2 separate regions of the Pan troglodytes genome follow, and region 1 is linked to region 2. Evidence: chromatin contacts called from public Hi-C data. All regions are on one chromosome and are shown on one strand. Each heading gives the region's core, a stretch centred on a gene start, on an enhancer-like site or on the middle of the called end of the contact. The rest is flanking DNA. Distances are from core to core; before and after follow the strand shown.

Region 1 (3,465 bases), core at 761-3,260, 71 kb before region 2:
CTGTGTAATATATATATATATTAGCAATCACTGCATTATGTTGTGGCTAACAACTTTCCAGCCATCCAAATAGCAGCTAGCTCACTTACTGTTACAATTATTATCTTAGTGCAAATAGACTAATTACCTTAATTCTTTTTCTTCTCCTTTTTTGTCCTCCCTTTTCTCATTCGTTTTGGTGGCTAGTATTATTTTTGCAAGCTTTGCTGAATCTGGTATTGTGCTTGGCATTCTAGAAAAAAAAAAAAACAGTTTTACATGCTGACTTTTGCCCTATCAAATATCTGCAATGCCTAGATGCAGACCAGGCATTTTGTGTCTGCTGCTGTCTCATTTAAATACCACACACACTCTGTGAGCTAGATGTCTCGTTTTTTTAATTTTCACATGAGAAAGACCAAGGCTTAGCGAGCTTAAATACATTTTTCAAGGTTAGCAGTGGCATAATTTAGACTCAGGTCTCTCTGATCCCAGATCCTGTGCTGGGTTGGACTACCCCACGGAGGTGTAGTCCACAGGGACTCTGTGTGTGGGAGCCGGGCCAGAAGGACTGTGCCACAGCAGCATACTGTGAGGGTTGACCTTTCTGTGCCTTCATGCTCTGTTTGTGGGATGGAAATGGAAACCTTAACTTACAGTCCTCGGGATGGTTGCTAAGGGCAACAGGTTTGTATGAAAGCACCTGCAATTGTTAGACAGAACACAAAAGTAAGATGACTGGGTCTTTTCCACCCTTCTCCAGTCTTATTCCTATCCCACCCTCAAATTTATAGTGCTTTCCTAGTCAGAGAGATTCGCCCCTGGAGAAAGTCAGCTGCAGTTAGACTGATTGCTAGGTAAAAACCAACGGTTTCATATCTTTAAATGGGAGGCAAGAGCAAGTGGGTCTGGTGGACTTAGGTGTGGGAATGTCAGAAACCGCGTGGAGACCAGGTCACACTGAGTGTAGGTTGGGGAAAGCTTGTAAACAGAGCATCCGAGGAAAAGAGAAGTTGCTGGGGGAGGAACGTGACTGCAAGACAGCATTCTCTGGGCTGAGGCAAGCCAAGGTCCAGGCACAGGGGTGTTGAGTGAGCACCCTAAGTGTCGGGATCCTGGTGACAGGCGCATTCTCTGTAACACTCAGCATCACCGAGTGTGGGCCCTCCTGCCCTCTGGGATCCTGTCCTTTATTCCTTTCTTTTCATCCAGACCTAGGATCCACTGGAATTGATCTGTCAGTGCGTGTTTATTAAAGCATCTACTGGGTACAGGACACCGAGAAGATACAGAATTGTAAAACTCTGATCGTGGGCCTTATTCATAAGAAGCTTGGCTAGAAAAACATAAATAATAGATTCCTACACTGACTCACTCTTTTAGCCATTATTTATTGGATGCTTTCTTGTGTTTCAAGGTAAAATGGAGAAACACCAGTGAACAAACAACACGCTGGGGTGTGGTAGTTGTTGCTATTCAGAAAAAGAACACCTGCGGGGGGAAAAGGGTGAGTGGAGGAGGGGATCTGTGAGCTGTTTGATGTAGAGTGGTTGCTGAGCCGGGGGCACCCCTGATGCAAAGTCAGAGCCAAGCTCACACCTTTATTGCTGCCCATGGTGGTGGCAACCTCACTCTCGTTATTGAAACAGGACACGTGGTCTAATTGCTGGCTTTTATTGTCTGAGGTATTTGAAACTTGGTCTTAAAAAATTCAGTGTGGGTTGTTGCCCTACTGAGCTGATTGTGCACCTTAGTTCTATGGTCCCTGCAATGAGCTGCTGCCCTCTGTGAGTTCCCTTCTGGTGATTAAATGGGGGAATAAGTGCAAGAAGGCCGGCTACAGGCAGTAGCAGCTAGTATGTCTTCCTGATTCTCAGTCACCTTCTTTTAGACTGTTTTTTGGTTTCCTGCTGAAAAAAGACAACTGAAGCCAGTCACCCTGCAAGTTCACCGGTGCCTGTCACCTCCCTCTCAGGCCCGGGAGCCCCGCCCCTGCATTGGCATCCCCCCACCCCACCCCCCAACCCCGCTGCCTGCTCTCCTAGGCACGCGGCCTGCCTCGTTGTGAAACTTCTTGTTTGGGGAGTAATCCTATCTCACCCTATCTGCCCCAGTTATGCTGAAGTCAAGCGAGGACTGTTTTGTGAAAGCCGACCGGTGCCCAGAACCCATCTCTGAGTTGCTACCCACCTCTTCTCTTCAAAAACAGGAAGTCACCTCAGGCCAGAGTAAATCAGTCCTAATACCCTGGGGTGTGCATTTTGTTAGAGCTCAGAAGGTTGGTTTAAAACTTGGCAAGTTAGATCATTGGATGTCCTGGGCATGTTCTTTTTGTTTTCTCCCAAGCTTCTTGATTTCTCCTTCGCCCTGACCTTTACTCTTTGATTCAGAGTCAAGCTTCTTGGGTAGACCTTCAAGAAAGGTCAATGGTGGGTTTAGAGCCCCTCCCAGGGATTTGAGGAGCCCATCCTGCAGGGAGACAGTTGACTTTGGGGGTTGGAATAAAGGATAAGGCCCCAGATTCTGGACTCCTTTTTTTTTTAAATCTTATTTGGTTTTTATGTTAGTTTTATGTTAGCTGACACTACTGCCTCACAACTAAAGTGATACATTTATTTATTTTATTAATTAATTATTATATAATGTAGAACAGTCTAGTTTTATTGCTTTTAAGTGATAAAGAGCCTTTCTTTGCTCCCCCCAACCTTTTTTTCTTTTCTTTTTTTGGGACATACATTAAGTTGTGAATCAGATGTTAAGCGATGTGGAGACGGAAGGAAAATTGATGACTTCATAATATTTTTACAACTTTACAACGAATATAAATCTGAGTCTGTTGCATGTACCAGGGTCTAACAAGGGCAGAAAACAAAGGCAAACTCAGGTTGATGAACGCTACGCCTACACACACAGGTGCTGGGGGATGGGGGATAAATTCTTAAATGCAGAAGACCAGCTCAATACATGTGGGCATTTTAGGGTTAACACTGCAAGTAATAGGTTGTGGAAAGCAGGAATGTGGGATGTAAGTTTTGACACAGGTCTCCTTAGCACAGCTGGGGCAATGATGGCCACAAACACAAGAAAAGACAGCGGCTCAAGTCAATGGTAGGCGTGGTACCCTCCGAACTCTCAGGAGTCAATCACAAGGGGCAGGGTGACATCCACCCATCACTTTCCTAAATTCTGCACTTCTAAAGACAATTCAAGGAAGCAAACAATATCTTGGTTTCTAGAAAAGATTTCTGGGTTCTAGGGGACAGAGTTCATAGAATGTGAACATTGATGCCACTACAAAAACAAGTTAAAAAAAAAAAAAATTAAAAACAACCACCTAACCTAAGCAACAGCAAAACTGCAAGGAGCTTTTGGAACAAAGGGCTGTACCCTCAGCCTCAAACTACATAGTCAGGCCTCAAGGTGACCTCTCTGATTACGGAGGCATCACCTTTTCACTACAAAGTGACACATTTATGTATTTCATCA
Region 2 (3,623 bases), core at 1,121-3,620:
CACATGAGACCATGTTATGATAACATATTTGAATACCAAATAGCTAGTCAAAATCTGTGTTTTCTCCCAGGATGAATTCTTAGCATAAAAATGTCATTACTCTTACATGTTGGGAAAATGTAATTCTGGGGAAAGACCTGGGCAGGGCATGGCAGGGGGAGCCACTAACTTGAAGGCTACTTTTTGGTTCAGTGTTATTTTACCCCACAACATTCTTTGGTCAATTACTTAAATAACAGTGGAGAAGTAAAATAAATGTTTGCCTTGTTGCCCATGCTTTATTGCTCATCAGGAATAAACAGACGCAGGGCAAGATGCTGTGGCACTCCATGGGCTGTGTGTATGGTGGGTGAGGAGGCATGGGGAGTAGCTTTCCATTTGCCTGGTTTCTCTCCAGGGCAGAATGAAATAGATTCCTGTGTCCCATGTTCCCTTGACTCAATAGCCATTGATCTTTGAGGTATTCTTTGGCACTGTCCTGGATTGTAGACATAATAATATTTATGCTGTCACTTTCTGCTTGGTATCTCAGTTCTTCTAAGCATAAATACAAATGTCTCAGCTACCTATCCATTTCACAAGGGAGCCAGGAGGATTTTGTACCTGCTCACACGTCAGACTTAAGGACTAAAAATTTGAGGACATGAGAAAAGTGATCCTTTAAAATTGTAAACAAAATAGGTTTTGTTTGCATAAGCAAAAGGTCAAAATGGCTGTATTTATATTTGTATAATTCTGGAATCCTATTAATGCCACAAGGCTTACAAGGCTTAAGTCTTATATCTCCCAATGCAACTGAGATTAAAGCTGCCTTGCTTTAACACTTTCAGCTCTTGATGGTCTCTGCTTGCTACAAGTTACATCTTATTAACATCTGAGGCCTTCTCCATTTGCTCATAGCCTGAAGATCAGAATGTCTCTTCTTCATAGCAAAGAGACATGGCCTTCCTTTTCCTTAAACTGAAGTACATAAACTCCCAAGTGGAGATGATTTTTCATGCTACTCTTTGTCAAGTTTCTCAAAGGTAAAGATGTTTTTATTTCATGGCCTGTGAGACAGTGTCTGGGAAGCATATGAAGAACAGCTTTAAAATGCAAGGACTTATAGCGGGGTAATATCATCTTCTTCTCATAGTTTATAGTTGCAAGAAGGAAGCTGGGGTCACCCCAGCTTTTGGTAGGTTGAGAAGATTGGGGCATATAATAACCACTCCTAGAATGACCTGGGTTGCCATCAACTGCAGCTCAGAGATGGTACACAGCTTCCATCGGGGTGTGGCCTCTACCAGTTGGGGGCAATCTCTTCACAAATGTGATGGTTGTAGTTCCCACTGTCCTATACTCCCTCTGATGGAAATGTTTGGCAAGAACCCTGAGCCTTTCTAGCCCCTCCTTTAACTTTTGAGCTTCCCAGACGAAGGAGTTGGAGGGATTATTTCTGGGCTGTGGTCCAGCTCTCCTCAGCGATGGGTGTTGTTTGGACGGGGATTGTGGGGTTATAGGGAAGGGAGATGAAGACATAGACCAACCAGTGATTTCTCCAGCTGTGGTACATTTCCTTGGAGATGTGTTGAATATAAAGAAAGAGAAAAAATACTCGACATTTTTTTCATCTTCTTTTATCCTATTTATAACTTCAGTTTCCTTCCCGTCCTCCGTCTCATGGCTACTGCCCACCACTGCTCCCCCTTCACGTTCATGCTCTCAGAAGGGATGAATGAACTTCTTTTCCAAGGACTACACATCTGTCAGTGCAGAGAATACTGACAGGAGGGGCCATCAAGGAATGAGCAAGCCTTTTCAGAATGTTGTTCCTATTTACGAAGGGGCAGAGGCTGAGGAGGAGGAGGAGGAGGGTGGCAGGAGGGTGGAGGGAAGGGGAAGAGAGAATCAAGCTGAGAGAAAGTATGAATGAAGGAAAGACTTATCAGGTGAGTGGGAGAGAATACTAAAGCGCCAAGGTCTGTCGGGAATCGATTGGACAAAATAGATGATAAAGCGGGTATGGTGGAAGAAAGAAGAGATGTGTGAAAATGGACAGAAAATAAAGGTGGATATTAGTAGCATGGTAGGGAATAATGGGAAAGGAAGGTGAAAGATGAATGGGAAAGGGAAAAAAAGCGGGGAGCCCAGAAAAAGACAAGGCAAGAACAGGAGGGGAAGATAACATGAAAGAGAAAAATAGATGAATCCGAGGACATTAGCTATACAGCTAAAAAGGGAAGCCACATTTGCATGCAATTGCCTGTGCAGCTGTACATTTCTTCACAACAATCTTGTAGTCATCATTTTCTTTCATTTCTACCTCCTCCTACCGTCGGCCTCTTCCCCCTCCTCCCTATCAGCCTGGAGCCATTAGCGAGAGCCAATGGGGCTGAGTGCTGGTGTTCTGCATGAATGAATGGGCCCTTTCTGTCTCAGCTTCTCGTCATCCTTCTGTTAGGGAACCTTGTGAATCAATGGAGCCTCTTACACAAGACACGGCTGAAATGTCTGTTACTGTTTATAGTCTGACTGGAGTGGAGCCACTGACCCTGCCTCCTCTCTGCTCCCTTCCTCTATTCTGTCCCTCAACCTCAGCCCTTTCTCTCCAACCACCATAACAAGAATCATTTTTATGTTTCATTTTCTTGCTCCTGTCTCTAAGAGCTCACTGACGTTTTACCGTCATTAACTGTCATGACTGGTTCCTACCCACAGTCCTGTTGGATACACAGGGTAATGGTAGTGAGCCTCAGAGTGGTGCCCAGACCTAGCTGAAGTCAGACACTGCCTGTTTTCCAAAACCGACATCAGAGACCCAACTGAGCACACAGGACACAAGACGTCAGTCCATCCCATCAATGCCAGCGGTCCATATTTGATTTCAACTTCACCCTTATGATGCTCATGAATGGTCATAGTTCGTATCAGAAAATACGATGCTTGCTTAGCACTCTTCCAAAGTGTTATAGTATCAAATTATTTTTCATTTCAAGGATGGATTTGTCTGAAATCAGCCAAACTTACGGATGTGATGTTGTGAGCAAAGTACACTTTTGCAAAATACTTGCTTAGAGCTGGGAAGCAGCCTGGAGCTAGAGAACATAGGAAACACAACTTACCTTCATGAGGAGGAACCTATAGTCTTATTACCATGGTCTTTGATTTGAGAAACAAGACAATACTTTTTCTTGTAGAATGCAGTTTGCTATGTCTTTGGTCGCTGAACACAGTAAAACCTTCACTGGACCACATTCACAGCCTATCTGCCACTTCCCATTCTTCATGAGAAAGGACATTTATTTAGTGTCATAGGAAAGAACCCAGACGCTGGACCCAGGTTGCTTGTGTTTGCATCAGCTCTTCCTAACTGTGTGACCTTAGACAACTTAATCTTGTAACCCAGTTTCCGGATCTATACCAATGATTCTCCAAGCGTGGTCCCCAGACCAGCAGCATCACTATCATCTGAGAACTTGTTAGAAATGCAAAATCTTGAGCCGTACCCCAGACTTATCGAAGCAGAAACTCCCAGGGTACATGAGAATCACTTTAGGGCTTGTTAAGACACTGGTTATGGAGTTCTACCCCCAGGGTTTCTGATTCAGTGAGTCTAGGCTAAGGCTCAGAAATTTGCATTT

What was found. Hi-C and Micro-C count contacts between places; a contact is called where the count stands out from the background.
Region 1: a Hi-C map of a lymphoblastoid cell line shows a contact between it and region 2, with 2.3 times the contacts expected there. The contact joins two enhancer-like sites. A contact is called at or near these places in 4 of 7 Hi-C or Micro-C datasets (induced pluripotent stem cells, a lymphoblastoid cell line and stem cell-derived neural progenitor cells).

What each region holds. Positions count from the first base shown.
Region 1 is chr9:130,556,011-130,559,475 of NHGRI_mPanTro3-v2.0_pri, reverse strand. No RefSeq gene overlaps it. Among named protein-coding and RNA genes, the nearest start is that of ETS1, 37 kb to the right of the region's middle. Within about 2 kb of position 2,010, at least 1 of the 24 cell types and tissues checked has an H3K27ac peak or open chromatin away from gene starts, as enhancers often do. A contact at or near this core is called in a lymphoblastoid cell line, where this site is marked.
Region 2 is chr9:130,485,533-130,489,155 of NHGRI_mPanTro3-v2.0_pri, reverse strand. All of the region lies in intron 3 of ETS1 (ETS proto-oncogene 1, transcription factor), which reads left to right. Among named protein-coding and RNA genes, the nearest start is that of ETS1, 33 kb to the left of the region's middle. Within about 2 kb of position 2,370, at least 9 of the 24 cell types and tissues checked have an H3K27ac peak or open chromatin away from gene starts, as enhancers often do. A contact at or near this core is called in a lymphoblastoid cell line, where this site is marked.